Regions from separate parts of the Bos taurus genome. Here region 1 is linked to region 2. Evidence: chromatin contacts called from public Hi-C data. All regions are on one chromosome and are shown on one strand. Each heading gives the region's core, a stretch centred on a gene start, on an enhancer-like site or on the middle of the called end of the contact. The rest is flanking DNA. Distances are from core to core; before and after follow the strand shown.

The links. A called contact is a pair of places that touch in the nucleus more often than the background predicts.
Region 1: a Hi-C map of liver shows a contact between it and region 2, with 2.2 times the contacts expected there. The contact joins two enhancer-like sites. A contact is called at or near these places in 2 of 11 Hi-C or Micro-C datasets (liver and an unstated tissue).

Annotation. Positions count from the first base shown.
Region 1 is chr20:35,286,517-35,290,573 of ARS-UCD2.0, reverse strand. The region is part of intron 2 of FYB1 (FYN binding protein 1); the gene reads right to left. Among named protein-coding and RNA genes, the nearest start is that of FYB1, 56 kb to the right of the region's middle. Within about 2 kb of position 1,648, at least 6 of the 102 cell types and tissues checked have an H3K27ac peak or open chromatin away from gene starts, as enhancers often do.
Region 2 is chr20:35,212,299-35,216,518 of ARS-UCD2.0, reverse strand. It overlaps a transcript of FYB1 not described here. Among named protein-coding and RNA genes, the nearest start is that of FYB1, 18 kb to the left of the region's middle. Within about 2 kb of position 1,983, at least 20 of the 102 cell types and tissues checked have an H3K27ac peak or open chromatin away from gene starts, as enhancers often do.

The DNA of each region.
Region 1 (4,057 bases), core at 399-2,898, 74 kb before region 2:
TTACTAAAGCAAACTGTTTATTATTTTTGAAAATAATATTAAGTTAAAAAGACTACTGGACTTGCAGTTAACTTCCTGAAACACACGGAAGAGTAACAAATATTTGCAAAATGAAGATCTGTGTAGCATGCTCATACATATCTACTTACACTTATGCAAACCATTTATTACTTGTAGATAATGTTTGCATGCGTGCATATATTCAGGGACCCAACATTATAGCATCTAAATTTTAGTTTTATATAGGTCTGAATTCAACACAAATAGAACAGCAAAATATTCTAAGTATGAAATAATGTTAAGAATAGGAATAACAGTGAAGAATAAAAGGAAGAAAGATGAGGGGGAGGAGGAGGTGAGTGTCATGGATAGACCCAGATCAAACTGTAAGGAAAAAAAAAAAGTGTCACAGGCATTGAGAAAAGCCAAACAGAGAGAAACAGACAATCAATGAAACGAGTCACAACCCAAGTCCTAGAAAATGAAGCAGAGGGGGTGGGTGAAAAAGAAAAGGAGGCTTATCATTTGTTACAGTAAGGACATCTATTCAAGAAGGTCTTTCACTATAGTTCTTTGTTTTTCTACTTTAGCCTACAGAATTAAAAAAGAAAAGCAAAATTAATTTAATGTTATGACTGTCATGCTCAGAAAGCTATTAGAGCTCTATATCCTGACTTTTAAAGATGGGAAGCTATTGACCTTTATACCTTATTTGCCATTCATGACCTTTATTCTGTGACTTTAGCATTTGTCAGTTTGATTCTTAAAGACAGAGGAAATCTAAGTGACACTCTGTCCCATGCCTGCCCTCACTGAAAATGAAATCCAGTGAATTTTTCTCTGGAACACGTCTTCCTGTATTTAACGCATGAGAAATTATACAATTATGATGACTTGTTTAAGCCAATGGACTTAGGTAAGTCTGTCTGGGAGTGCATGACTGATATGGCAAGTCTCAAATTCCAGAAAATGTTAAATATTTCTAACTAATAAAAAAGGTTACAATGGTGAATTCTTACATTTCCTCTAATTTTAGAGCCAGAAAAATCTTACACTAAGAATGATCCCAAAGTAAGATCTGGTTAAACTTTCCTTTTTCAACCATAGTAATTTCCATTATTTCTTATTTCTTATTACTTCACTTTTCCTGTCTCATTACTATTAACAACCATGTAATTTGCTTTGTATACTAAAATATTCAACTATTGGTTCTATATTCATATGAATAATCAGTTACATTGTTAAAATTATAATTAATATTTTAAAGTGGCACCAAGAAATATGGTACCCTAAAGAAGTTGATTTGAACACTGAAAATGATAAACGAGCTCTTCTGACCCATTTCAGTTCCTCTACAAACATCTGAATAAAATAGAAAATGGAGCTAGCTGCTTTTTGACCACTAGGTGGGGAAACAATACAATTTAAAATGCAGTATAACCTTGGCTTCAACTACTTTCTTTTAAAATATGTTTATTATTTTAAATTCTCACCTGCCTCCAATTCTTTACATTCTTAAGGAAAATTCTGACCTGAACAATATAATTACAAGTGACTTCTGGGAAGTAGGCAGGTAATAATGGCATGTATTCTGAAATTCTTTCTTTGATCCACATTAGTTCTTTTCCCTGCCTTAAGCAACACAGACTCTACACCCTGGGGGATATGTGAACCTTATCAGTCATTTATGCCTCTTGGGAGCCAGTCCCTCACCTAAGCACTGGTTCTTTTTCTAATCCTTGGTTCTAGGAATGCACTTCCTCTGTGATCCTAAGTGTCTGACTTGAAGCATGGAGTATACTTCCACGACAAACATATATTTATAACTCAGAACTCCCTTCCAGCTCTTCACTTCTTACACCTAATTGCCTCCTCAACATCTCTGCCTGCACGCACACCACAAGCTTTGCACAGCTGTGCTGTCCTGATTTTCCCCACTCCCAAACTTACTCACCTTCAGCCAATCTCATTCAGTTATGGACACATCATTCCTGGAGTTACTCAGGCTCAGAACCTTGGAGTCACCCTGGATCTTCTTTTCCTTTCATACCCTAAGTCCAAATTCTGTGGTCTCTACCTTCAAAGTACATCCAGAATCTGGACCCCTGTCATCATCTCCACTGCACCATCATGGTTAGAATATCTTGCCTGCATTTCGGTAGGATCTGCCTAACTGGTTTTCCTTCTTCAACATTTGCCTACTACCTCTTTTCAGACAGCAATTAAGGCAATACTCACAAAATGTGAGCCCGAAAACATCACTGCTCCACTCAAGCTCTTCAGCATTTCCCATGTCACTTAGGATAAGAGCCATCATCTCTATCACGACCTGCAGGGTCTGCATGAGTCTGTCTCTACTACACTTTCCATCTACTCCAGCCTCAGTTACCTCTTTCCGAGTCCCTAGACACTCGAGGACTTTGTCCTGTCTGTCCTCTCTGACTAGACTAGAATGGTCTTCCTCCAGATATCTGCATGCTTTAACGCCTTTACTGCCTTGAGTCTTTTCTCAAGTATAACTTCCTATAAGGCGAGCAACCCTCATCTCTCCTTTTAAAGTTGCAACACACTGTCCCCAGCCGTCACACTACACCACCTAACCTGCTCTACTTTATCCCACATCACTTGATATTTGCTAACATTCTATATCCTTTACTAGTTTCTTATTTTTTCCCTTATGACTCTTGCCCCCTGCTTTCTGTGAGCAGGGATCTTTATTTTGTTCACTGATATTTCCTGAACTTCTATTACAAAGGCACAAAGTGGTGCCTCACAAAATAATTACTAGAAGGACGGTGGTGCAAAGAAAAAGCACAGAGACAACCATCTTTCACAATTTTACTTAAAGATCATTCTATAAATTTCCCTCTCGCATGAAATATAAATTTGTGTGTCTGACTATCAAGACCCATTTTACTTTCATTTCCTCTTTGTGTCTTTTCTAGCTTCCCCTACTTGCAGGAAAGTTTCCAACCTAGATATTTCTTCATTTTGGATTTTACTTGGGCTCTCTGATGGAAGCCTGAAAGTCTTACACCATATACCACATTTTTACTTTTGAAAAAATAATCATCTGACAGATATTCCTTAGCTTTCATCTTCATCTGACATTTAACTTTTAGATGTGACAGTTCCAGCATATCTAGGCAATGTAACATCTAAATTCTTGTTTCTCAGCATCTTTTTTTTTTTCTGATAGTATACATTTTGAGGAGTTGGTAACTCTTAAATGAATCAGATTTTTGAACTAGGAGTCCTTAATAAAATGGAAATAAGGATGAAGTTAAATTTATTACAACTGATGGATTTTGCTAATTTCTGATGTAAGCAATGTTACAGGCAAACATTTGAACCTGGATGGTTGGTGGACTCTTTTCGACTTTGTAAGAATTTCCTAAATATGTGGGAAATTGACCAACATCGGTAGGATGCAGTAGTCCAGGCTACTGGTCTCTTTGAAATTCGTTCTTCCTTCTACAACTTTGTATTCCTCACCTTATCACAGTGAATTCTAGGGGGCAGGTTTACAGAAAAGAGTTAACGTAGCAGGCCTGAAGCTGCTATTTTAAAAAGAATCTTCTACCAAGATAGTCTGTTGGCTTATATCTGGGAACTCAGCTTCTAAAGCATTCCTTGCACTGATAGGAAAAGTTGCCTAATGATAAGAGCGCTTTGCTGTGTCTAGACTGTATAAACAACACGACTTACGGTGAACACCTGCTTTACTTCTAGAGGTCTGGTATTTTGATAGTTGCTAGGCAGAAGGTGCCTAGGTGGCAGCTTTCAATGGAAAGATGACTCTAATAGGCTTCCCTGGGAAGCAATACTACACATGCATTGCATTTTTGTAGCTAGAGAAAGGAGCAGTTTTACTCTGTCCACTGCCAAGTTTAGAAGAAGAGTATGACTAGGATAAACCTCAACCACGAGTACTCCTGTGTGCTGGGTCCTGAGTGTCCTTGCGGTTGATCCCAAACCTAGGACTGGTCCCGGGAATGCTCAAACAACAGCAATAGTGATAAACCCTCCTGCATGATTTCTTCAGTCAAAGAATCAC
Region 2 (4,220 bases), core at 734-3,233:
ATACACCCACCCTCACAAAGATCCAGGATGCCTTTGTTCTGATTTCTCTAAATGTCTGAGCACCTGCATGGGTGCTGTTTAGGATGAAGGGCAGGAAGCATTGTTTCATAATTATCTTTTCTGGGCCACCATCGTTATCATCCCAGAGCAAGGTGTCTCTAGTGGAATGGTCCCTGGCTTGGAACAACAGAATGGGGAATTATTAATACTTATATGCAGTAGGTGAGTTTTGGCGGCATTTGCAGGCTCTTGGAAGCAAGATCAAGTACTAGTTTAACCAACATGGGTGGCACAGACTTAGCAACACTACTAATAAAGTATATATTGAATTTGTACAGCTCAAAGGTTTTGTTGGTTTCCTGTCATGTTAAGGAGGCTAGTTAGCAGAGATAAAAAACAAAACAAAACACGTTCTGAACTCTTCAAACGTATGAGAAATCCTAGACCAGCTTCTGACGGAGGAATATTCTTCAGTTTCTAGGACTTTCCATTGGGTTCTCATCCTGACCAAATATATACTTGGTCTATTCCTTGTGACTGATACAGCAAAAACTGTATCAGTAGTTGTATCTATAGTTGCTGGCTGTTTCTCATCCGCCAGCAGCTGTAGAAATAAACGCCTGGGACACCCTTGACTCTGGGCTTTGGTAAAAAGAAAGATCAAAATGAGCCTTAAAGGGCCAGTTTTATTGGGAAGACCTGCCTTAGATTTACAGTGTTTGAGAAAGAAAAAATAACCTTAATGATCAATGAATGCAAGCTCTTCATTTTGCAGGAAAGGAAACAGGATATGTGATCCACCCAAGGTCACACAGCTACTTTTTGGCAGAACCAGAATCTGGTTGTCCCGTTTGCTCAACCATTCGGCCCACGGTCCTGCACCGCCTGACCTGTGAGATAGCAGTTCCTACAGCATCTTCCTCTTAAAAACAGTCATGACAATAGATAATGCTATGGATTGCCTTCTTTGCTAGGAGCTCATAATAAACCACAAAGAAGTTATTGTTATCCCCATTTTATAGACAAAGAAACCAAGGCATGGGGCAGTTCAGTAATTCACTCAAGGTCCACAGCCAGTGAATGGCAGAGGCCCCATTCAAACTCATTTCTTGATTCTGGAACCATGGTTTTAACCAAAACCCCTGGGACCACAATTTGAACTTTGCCAGTGAACCACAGTTCTCTTCCACATTCTTGGTGTTAGAAATTTTCACCCAGAAGCAGCTGCTACTAACGCCTCAGACCAATGAAAGATCTTGTCTACTTGCCCTGATTTTCTCTCCTTCTCTTTTTCTCCCTCACCCCACCCCACTTCTCTCCTTAACATGGGATTCCAATAGTAGAAAGAAAACGTGACTTGGATGCGAGGAGAGCCAACCAGTCCATTCTGAAGGAGATCAGCCCTGGGATTTCTCTGGAAGGAATGATGCTAAAGCTGAAACTCCAGTACTTTGGCCACCTCATGCGAAGAGTTGACTCATTGGAAAAGACTCTGATGCTGGGAGGGATTGGGGGCAGGAGGAGAAGGGGACGACAGAGGATGAAATGACTGGATGGCATCACTGACTCGATGGACGTGAGTCTGAGTGAACTCTGGGAGTTGGTGATGAACAGGGAGGCCTGGCGTGCTGCGATACACGGGGTCGCAAAGAGTCGGACACGACTGAGCGCCTGAACTGAACTGAACTGAAGGCTAGAGGGCTTCCCTGGTGACTCAGCGGTAAAAAATCTGCTTGCCATGAGGGAGACCTGGGTTCGATCCCTGGGTCCTGCCCCTGGAGGAGGGCATGGCAACCCACTGCAGTATTCTTGCCTGGGGAATCCCCGTAGACAGAGGAGCCTGGCGGGCTACAGTCCATGGGGTCGCAGAGAGTCAGACGCGACGAAGCAGCAGCAGCAGCAACAAGGCGAGAACAAGCTTCAAGGCAATCTCTTGCACTTATTTAGCCTTTGCGCCACTAGGTGGCAGTGTGACTACTCAATGAGGCTGCCGGAGCTTTTAGAATTTCCTCCCAAACAGGCTTTACTAAACGCTGAGTCCAGAGCAGGGGCCTCTGGATTCCTCCAAGAGCTGGGAAGCCTTTGAAGTGAGCTGGTAGTTAAATGGATGGAAATAACAAGCAGAAAGCATGGATTTGAACTTTTAAAATAATTTTCCAAGATAAATGGAGTCCTTGCCAGACATTTCTGTTTGAAACAGAAGCCGAACTTCTCCAGAATGTCCCATGAATTTACACTAAAATTCCATTGATATTCATAATCATCTTTAATGGAGCATTTTAAAAGATATAGTTTTATTGAAAGGAACCATCTAGTCCTCCTGCCCCTCATTTATCATTAATTTCTAGGAGCATCAGAATATCTAAAGTTTGTGTCCTGTCTTGTATATACATGTTTCGATCAACCTAAAATCCTTCCCAACAGTCTCTCAGCCTGTACATAAAAGCAAAGGCATGATTTTGTCTTATGTTCATAAACCCATCTATTTTTCTACACAGAGTAATCTCTAATGTCAAAATATTAAAAGCAGCACATATTAGTGATCTTTAATAATACTTATTACTATTAATACCCAATAAGTGTGTATAATTTTATACTCACAACAAACCTAGGAGGTAAGTACTATTTTTATTCTCATTGTTTCAGCGGAGGAAACTGAGGCACAGAGAGGTTAGGTGACTGGCCCAGAGTCATTGGTGGGAGGCAGAGTAAGAGGTCCATTTTAATTACCTCATTGTAAGTTTAGTTAAAGGGGGTGTCGTGGGGAAAAAAACACTGTGATATTTTCATGAGAGACCCCAATTCATACAAGAGGGACAAAAGCACCAACTAAATTTTGGATTTCCTCAGATGACTTGTAGCCCTTGTCACTGGTCCCACTTTGTCAGAATTCCTTTTAGAAGGCAGGGTTGATGGTAGCATGGCCCCCTTTCCCTAGTCTGTGTAGGAATTTCACATGAACCCCCACTTCCGGTCAGCTCTTAAGCTTTGGGGAAAAAAATGAAATTTGCTCCTCTTCATCAAAAGTGTAAGACCAGGCTTGTCAGGAGCCAAGACTGAAATCAATCATCTGTGCTCAATTAGGACTGTGGTTCCGGTTTTGTTGCAAGACTTCATTTAACGCTAGCAACAGCAGACGTTGGAAGAGCCATGTATGAGAAGCCCCATCTAGAGCAAATGACAGACACATTTTTATCTGCTTATCACCCTCTGGCTACAATGAAACTGAGCTGTGGTGTCTGATGTCCACCTCTCCTGCTGTTTGCCAACAAAACATGCCTTTCTGTCAATGATTCCAGCCAGCACAATCTGTGCTGCCAGAATTTGGAGGCGGTACGTTTTCCTGCTGGGAAAAAAAAAAAAAAAAAATCCCATGTTGATTTGAAAGAGGAAACCTGGGCAGAGCTGTTACCTGACTCCTGCAGAATGAAGTGGGAGGGTGGTCTCATTGAGGAGGTCTTCCAGGGGCCAGGGACTGGACCACTCCTCACTTTGGGCTGTTGTGTCTGCTCAGGATGGAGAGTCCAAGCCCTGTGGCACTTTCTGAGCCCTGGCAAGGAGACGTCCAGGGGAACGGTTGAGTGATCCACGCTTCACCCCACTCCACCCCACCAGGCTGATTTAGACAAGAAAAGTCCTCTTATGCCCTCAGGATATTGTGTAAGAAGGAGGAGGAAGAGGGGAACTAAAAAGTGTCTGCTCAGCCTGAAGGCTTCTGCTGACATTCCCGCCAAGCATGTGATATTTAAAAGGGTGAAACCAAGTCAAGGCTTTCCTGCTGCCGCTATGGCTGTCAAAGGGAGGAACCTGGAAGGCCTTTGGTTCCATAACCTCCTTGCACTCCCGGGATTGTCCGCCTGCAGTGGAGGTCAAGGACAGGGAGCTGTGATTAGGGAGGTCCTCTCCCTAATATTTGGGACCCAATTGCATCTGTGGTTGGGAGGTGAAGTGGGCTGCTTGACTCTAGGAAGCTAAGGGGGTGCAGGTGGAAAACCCAGCAGATTTACTCATCTGCTCTTGGCTAGAGGTTTTTTCAAGCTCTGGGGAAAATGGGGTCTTCAATGACAATCTATGTTAAGAGACTATCATTGGCACAAAATGGGATTATAAGAAATGGTAGCTATTAATCTCCCCTATCTTCCATCTATTCATTCATTCATTCATCACTCATCCACATTAAGCATCTACTCTGTGGACCAAGCACTGTGCTAGCCTCGAAA